Linked DNA regions of Zea mays: region 2 is linked to region 1. Evidence: chromatin contacts called from public Hi-C data. All regions are on one chromosome and are shown on one strand. The core of a region is the stretch at or near the end of the contact, and the rest is flanking DNA. Distances in the headings are between cores, read along the strand shown. Region 1 holds the start of LOC100274319 (ornithine decarboxylase). Region 2 overlaps LOC103633607 (two-component response regulator-like PRR37).

Region 1 (3,731 bases), core at 643-3,142:
CACACCACCAGGAAAATAAAAAGGCCACAGCCCTCTTAACAAAAGAAAAGTCAGGTTCTTGAATTAATTATTGATCTCCACTGGATCATAAGAATGCCTGTAAGTACTGATGATACAATACAATCACATGAGTTCATGACGAGGGCTCATCTTTGGAACAGTGTAACCAATTCATTTATTTAATTAATCTGAAATTCAAATACGGATTTCCATGTAATGTGGATCACCCCTTTTATCTGATACATACGTACATGTATAAATATAAAATCACATGACACAAGTAAACCTGAATTAAGGAAAAACAATGCTCGAATATATTGACAGAAATTTGGAAGGTAGAAGTAGGGTAAACGTGGATTTACCATCAACTGACAGGTAATAACTGGTAAACGTGGATTTACCGACTCATTATTTGTAAGACATCTTTACCGATCGACGGTGTACTACTCGTCGGTACGTAGTTATGTTTTTTTAACGAGGGGCTATATGTATATAGACGTGTAATAATGCATGCATATGATGGCGGGCGCCGTCGATATATGCATTGCTAGCTCAGCTGGAGTAGGCGACGTAGATCTTAATCTCCGACGTGTCGAAGCCGTTGAACTTGGAGCCGGAACCTGTGGAGTAGGCGCCCATGTTGTCGAAGACGAGCCAGTCGCCGACGCTCATCTCGGGCAGCTGGTAGCCGGTGACCACCTCGTCCTGGGAGTCGCACGTCGGGCCGAAAACCGTGGACGTGTGCGTCCTGTCGCCGGGGCGCGGGGTGGCCAGCGGCCTCGGGCGCGGGACCTTGTGGTCCATGAGTATGTTGTTGAGCGAGCCGTAGAGGCCGTCGTCGATCCAGTACTCGCGCACCTCGCCGCGCGTGCGCTTGCCGATGACGCGCGCGGCGAGGGTGAACGCGGTCTCGCAGAAGTAGCGGCCCGGCTCGCCGATGACCTCGACGCACGGCAGGTCGCCGAAGGAGCGCGCGAGGGCGTCGTTGATGACGGCCGCGGCGTCGTCGAAGCTGGCGCCGGCCGTGAACCCGCCGCCGATGTCGAGGACGCGCATGGGGGGCATGCCGAGGGCGGCGGCCTCGTCGAACGCGGCGCGGGCGGCCTCGATGGCGGCGCGGTACACGCCGACGCGGGCCACGGGGCTCCCGACGTGGAAGGAGACGCCGGCCACGGTGACCCCCGCGCGCTGGACGGCGCGCAGGAGCGGCACCACCTCGTCGGCGCGCGCGCCGTACTTGGTGCCTAGGTCGCACGTGGTCTCGCTGCCGTCGGGGCCCTTGAGGCGGAGCAGGAGCTCGCACCTCGGGTGGCAGCGCTTGACCTTGGCGACCTCCTCCTCGGTGTCGTAGGTGGTGAGGTTGACGCCGGCCGCGGCGGCGTACTCTAGGTGCGGCTCGGACTTGCAGGGGTTGGCGTAGATGATGCTGCTGGGCGGGACGCCGAGCGCGAGCACGGCCTCGATCTCGGCGCGGCTGGCGCAGTCGAACCCGGCGCCGAGCTCCGCGAGGGCGCCGAGGAGCGCCGGCTCCGGGTTGCACTTGACGGCGTAGTAGGGGCGCACGTCGGGGAGGCCGCGGCGCCAGGCCGAGTAGAGCTCGAGGACGTTGTCAATGCGGAAGACGTGGAAGGCGGTCCGCTGGACGGGGCTGGACGTGGCGATGATGGAGCGGATGAGGTCGGTGACGGCGTCCTTTTCCTTGAGCGCGTTGCGGCGGGTGTAGGAGAGCAGCTTCTTGTCCTTAACGCCCGGGGCCAACAGCACGGTCTGCATGCGGCTGCCTCCACCCATGTCTCTGTTGGTCTTGGTCTGCTGCTGACGTGATGACTTGGCAAAGTGAATGAACTCACCAGTCACCACGTGCAAGGCAAGCAGGGAGCTGCTAATGAATCGAATGCGACGAACAAATAAATCTTGGTCTGCTTGGCATGGGTGTCCGTGGTTGGCCTTCCTCTTTATAGCACGGGCGGCCGGGCGGTGGATCGGCGGGAAGACGACGACGCTGTCCACACCTCCTCCATGGTCCACGGAGGACTGCGTTAGGTAGGCACGTGTGTTAGTTAGTTGGTGCCCGCGCGGGGCTGAATGGTCAGATCAGTTTGCACAGCACAGCAACCCTTAGCAGCCAGGTTTTCAAAACGATCCAGTGATCAAGAAACGGAACTTACATAGAACGTGGAATGCCACTTAAAAAAAACCATGGTACAGATGGGTACTCGTATCTATCTGTATTATTATTCATTCCATAGATGGACTGCATATATACTTAGAATGTACCACCCTAGTTTTCGAACCAACAATTTTTTCAATATTTAGTTTAATTTGTAAGATTTGAGTGACTTAGAATCACGAATTATGGTTCTAAGTATTTTCTTTTATTATAAATCAATTGAAATGAATTATAAAGTTGAATTTGCTCTGTTGCACCAACTACGATGACGCATGCCCGGGAATAATGGCTACTGCTCTCCCATGCCGCCCGTAGAGTTCAAACAACTCCGAATGGGATGCGCGTATGATAAAGCATGGTCCGGCCCTCGGGAGGAAACTACGCCTTGCCCGAAGCCGACCTCAACCTCGGAGCAAACTCCGCCTCACACTACCGGAATTTGGATCTTTGCCGAGTGTTTTTTTTCGGGCACTCGGCAAAGAAGCTCTTTGCCGAGTGTCACGCAAAAAACACTCGGTAAAATAAAACACTCGGCAAAGAAGATCTTTGCCGAGTGTTTTATTTTTGACACTCGGCAAAGAGTTTCTTTGCCGAGTGTCTTTTTTTGACACTCGGCAAAGGGCTCTTTGCCGAGTGCCACAAATACAACACTCGGCAAAGAGCTCTTTGCCGAGTGTTTTTTCTCCAACACTAGGCAAAGACAATTTAAAAATCACATTTTAAAGTAGTAAATTAATTCAAATGAAAAAGTTTTCAACTACAAATTTGTATAACTCATCATGATGTACAATTTATATATTGAACATTTCTTCATATGACAAAATAAAAATAAATTTGTTCATAAAACCTATATCTCTCTCGAGAGTTTATAAAACTAGAAGAGAGACGTATAAAATTGTGCATATTGTTAAAACCATCATGTGAGATCAACAAATGACCAAACAACCAAAATAAACTTTGTAGATCTTGAGAAGTTATAGAAGTTTATAGTTGACAACTTTTTCATTTGAAGTCATATTGTCAACGAAAACTACATCTGAATTTAAAAATTTAAAAATTTGAATTTTGAAAACGACTTCGAAAGAAAAAACCACCAACATGAAAGTTGTAGGTATTGAAGAGTTATGAAACTTTGTAGTTGACAATGTTTTGGTTTGAAATCATCTTGTTATGCAAAACTATGTTTGAATTTTGAAATTTGAATTTTTCAAACTGTCTCGGATGGAAAAACCACCAAAATAAAAGTTGTAGGTCTTGAAATTTAATGAAACTTTGTAGTTGACAATTTTTTGATTTGAAATCATCTTATCATTGAAAAATTTGTGTGAAGTTTTCAAATTTAAAATCCAAATTTTGTAAACGGTCTCGGATGTAAAAACTATTAAAATAAAACTTGTAGATCTCAAAAAGTTATGCAACTTTATAGTTGGTCACATTTTCAAATGAACTCATTTAGTGCCTTAAATAATCAAATTACTCTCGATTTGTTATAGTACATGGGGAATGAAAACGTAATATAGACATAATTGATGTAGTAGTGTAGTGGTATAGGAGGGTATGC
Region 2 (3,781 bases), core at 649-3,148, 170 kb after region 1:
ACCGCTCCAAACCCCAACGTCGTGTTGACGTGGCACGCACCGGACAATGAACAATGCCCTGTCCGATGCACCACCGGACTGTCCAGTGTGCCCATCGACAGCAAAAATAGCCAACGGCTAGGAAGTGGTTGGAGGCTATAAATACCCCCCAACCACCTCCTTCAATGGTATCCAAGTGCCAACGGCTAGGAAGTGGTTGGAGGCTATAAATACCCCCAACCACCTCCTTCAATGGTATCCAAGTTTTCTGAAGTTCACATTCAATACAAGAGCAAATAGCATTCACTCCAAGACACATTCCAAAGATCAAATCCTCTCCAAGCCTCCAAATCAACTCAATTCATTAGTGACTTGAGAGAGGGTGTTTTGTGTTCTTTTGTTGCTTGGATTGCTTTCTCCTTCCTATTCTTATTTCTCTAAGTGCTTTGTAAAGCTAGCAAGAGACATCTAAGTGTGTGGTGATCCTTGCGGGGTCTTAGTGACCCAAGTGATTAAGGAGAAGCCTCGACCGGTCTGAGTGATCGATTGAGAGAGGGAAAGGGTTGGAATAGACCCGGCCTTTGTGGCCTCCTCAACGAGGACTAGGTTCTTTGGAACCGAACCTCGGTAAACAAATCACCGTGTTCATTTGTGTTGATCTACACTTGATTTGTTTCCCTTTCTTTTCTCTCTCTAAAAGTTCCCTTGCTCATATAGTTTTGAGTTTTCTCCCAAACATTATCCGCATTGATTGAGCAACTCTAAGCAAGGAGAACTATCTTTCGAACTCCGATTTAATTCTAACGCTAACCCCGGCCCACCGCTCATCTCCATGTTTGTAGAAAACTATCTCCCTACATATCTGGAATCTTCCTCATTCATTTGCCCGAGTTACCGACTGGGGTTTAGCCTGTCGGTTGATCGCAACTGCTCCGCTTGATATGCTCGTGCTCCCGTAGCGCTTAACTCAGACGTTGGTCTTCGCCGGCTTAGATTGGCCTTGCTTGGGCTGGTTACACTCGATTGGCCCATCCGTAGAATGACCCAAGAAGAGACCTGCTAGGCGGCCCAGGACGCGTTTTAGTGTGCGTGAGGACCCAGGGATATCCATCCCCCATAGAATCCACCTCCAAGTGTTGCCATCAACAAAAGACAGTTAAACCAAACTATTCTAAAACATTTTTTATTATTCTTGCATTCCTCTCAATACCTATATTTTTCGTTTCGCTTGGTAAACAACCAAATTTTAATTGTTAATATTATTCTTGGTGGAGTCATAAGACGAAAGTCCATTTATACTAACTCTATCTAAGTATTTGGGAAGTTGTCGAACTAGGAATGAATATTTCGGATAGCGATGATGAGAACTACAATTTGGTGGAGGCTGAGCAAATCGTCCATTCTTATCCATGGTGGATACACATGGAAAAGTCCGCACATTAAGCTGAGCATAATATAATTGGAGCAGAAAGGTATAAACCATGTGACATTATGTTGGACATTTCACTTTCTATATTTGTTAGTCCAACAAGTACTGGCAAACAATGTACATAGAGTTTACATTCCATTATTTATGATGTGGTAACTAGAAATCAGTTTTTGCAACCTATTCAATTGCTTATAATCAAGATGTATAGCTTCATAAAAATTACATTCATGCCCTCAAGCCTATACGCATGAGCTACAAAGATGATTAAGGGTATTGTCGTCTTTTGCCTTAGTAATCTTGATAAACAAGTCTCTGGGATTTGGCCCTTCTCTTGCCACCTACCTCATCACGTGCATGCGCCGCGGTCTGAAGTTTGTAGCTTCGTCTTGGCAACCGTGATCACCGCGCATCATCTTCGAACGAAGGTGTCCTTTAGCATTTACCCTGTTACACTTGAAACAGACTCAAAAAATAACTGATTAGTTAATGTTTTGAGGACCTTCATCTAAAGCAGACCCCAACGTGTATATATCTATACAGTGATTTATGTATGCACTGAATTCAAGATTGTTTGTTGTCTACCTACCAAAGGAAGGACTATTACAATATTTTTAATTATATACATCTCATCAAATTAATAGTAGTTGTGGGCTAGTAATATATTGACAGAAAGTGATCCAAGACCATACATGACAACACAACAACACTTCAGTTACATCACATAATGTAGGAGAGCGAGCATGACTCTACCTAAAATTATCTAGAGTCAAGACACACTTATTCTTCTACATGATTAGAAATGCATACACATGTATAGAAGTTCCTAGCTTATTTTTTCCCGGTCAGGCAGTAAATTCTAGATGTGAAGAAACCAATGAAGAAAAGGAAGGATGGTGTGTTGTCGATCATATCAGATCACACCAGAGAAGGAAGAATCATCAACCGCCACGTCTAACAACCATGAGCTGAAGCCAGAGGGGGGGGGGGGGTCATCTCTCTCCATCTCCCTCTTGATTTTGCACAGCTTGCTTCACGAACTGTCCACGAACCCTTGGCCGCTGGTCGGCTAGCCTCTTTCTGCTCTGGTACCGCACCTGGAAATGGCAGACAGCCATCAGAAAGAAACCAGTCCTTCTATCCAATGCTCTCTCTTCTTAAACATATGCAATTGAAAACAAATAAAGAATAAATATTAATATGCAATTGAAAACAGGCTACCTTTTTCCCAAAGTTCCGATCTTTCTTTTTCTCTCTATATTTCTTTAGCTGTTCTTGTCGTGGTGTCATGCTCGCAGCAAGCCGTCTGACATATGTGTCATTGCCACTCCCACTGCCACCTCCAGGTCCACTTTTATCGATAGCCCGTATCTCTGTATCTGTCCGTCCAGCATTTGCAGCAGCCGTGCTCGCACCAGCTGTACTCCCATTATTCTGCCCCTTGTTGCTGCCTGAGTTGCTCCCGGCTTTCACACCATAGTTATTGGTAGCCTGGCCTTCAAGTGGGGGATCAAATACATTGGAGGAACCACATTGCAGGGCACCTGATCCACTATTCTCAAAATGGACGTAATGAAGGGTTGGACGATGTTGTTGCGTCAGGTTGCTCTGCACGTCACCAGGATGACTATTTCTGCCTGCATTGTTGGCCACTTCATCAGCCTTCGCTTTCCCTGCTGTCGCATTATCTGGAACCATCCACTGCTGCACAGGATGGAATGTTGACGTGTATCCATTAGCCTTAATAGCAGAGGGCAACATCACCCTCTCGTTATTTGTGCTGGGTTTTGTCACAACATCCTTTGTAGTGGAACCCATGTCATTGTTATTGCTACTGCCGTTGGAGCCTTGTTTTATTGCGGCAGCATCTGAATTTGACTTCATGTTGTAAGTAGAATCCGTTTTCACAGCCTCCGAGCTGTTATCATGCGGCGAACAGCTACCTACCAATCCTGTCCCACCTTGATTGGAAGCCGCAGATGTATGGTACCTTGCAATAAAAGTGGTAACTGTTAGTACCCAACATACTGTTGCTTTCATAACTCACTAATGACACTGATATTATGTTTTGCACCTTGTAAAAGCCGAGAGATTCGATCGCCTTAATGCACTATTCCGCTGTTCATCGTCATTGACTGTATCGTTGGCACCATCTCCACATGATCTCGACCTCTTCAAACTCAGCTCAAGTGATGGCAAAACATAATTATCATGCTGGTCATTCTTACCTTTCCCTTCTGGCACTTTGGAAGAGAAATTAGGGGTATCTTCTGCAGCTCTTGCTGCCTGTTGGGTATCCATGTTTTTGGCCATTGAACCAATTAGGTCAGCAGCTCGAACAGTTGGCTCCTCTAAATTTTCTATCATTGACTCCTT

Evidence for each region. A called contact is a pair of places that touch in the nucleus more often than the background predicts.
Region 2: a Hi-C map of root tip shows a contact between it and region 1, with 2.7 times the contacts expected there. The contact joins the enhancer-like site here to the promoter of LOC100274319 in region 1. A contact is called at or near these places in 9 of 25 Hi-C or Micro-C datasets (bundle sheath, ear, leaf and 3 more) and 1 of 3 datasets of contacts at active chromatin or transcription factors (leaf).

What each region holds. Positions count from the first base shown.
Region 1 is chr7:184,151,708-184,155,438 of Zm-B73-REFERENCE-NAM-5.0, reverse strand. It overlaps LOC100274319 (ornithine decarboxylase), which reads right to left and starts at 1,892. Exons shown (of 1, transcript NM_001148682.1): 1 at 151-1,892. The coding sequence starts at 1,791. The coding sequence ends at 553.
Region 2 is chr7:183,978,813-183,982,593 of Zm-B73-REFERENCE-NAM-5.0, reverse strand. It overlaps LOC103633607 (two-component response regulator-like PRR37), which reads right to left. Exons shown (of 11, transcript XM_035961211.1): 9 at 3,480-3,781; 10 at 2,627-3,395; 11 at 1,527-2,502. The coding sequence ends at 2,398. Among protein-coding and RNA genes, the nearest start is that of LOC103633611, 11 kb to the left of the region's middle. Within about 2 kb of position 1,898, at least 2 of the 20 cell types and tissues checked have an H3K27ac peak or open chromatin away from gene starts, as enhancers often do. A contact at or near this core is called in root tip, where this site is marked.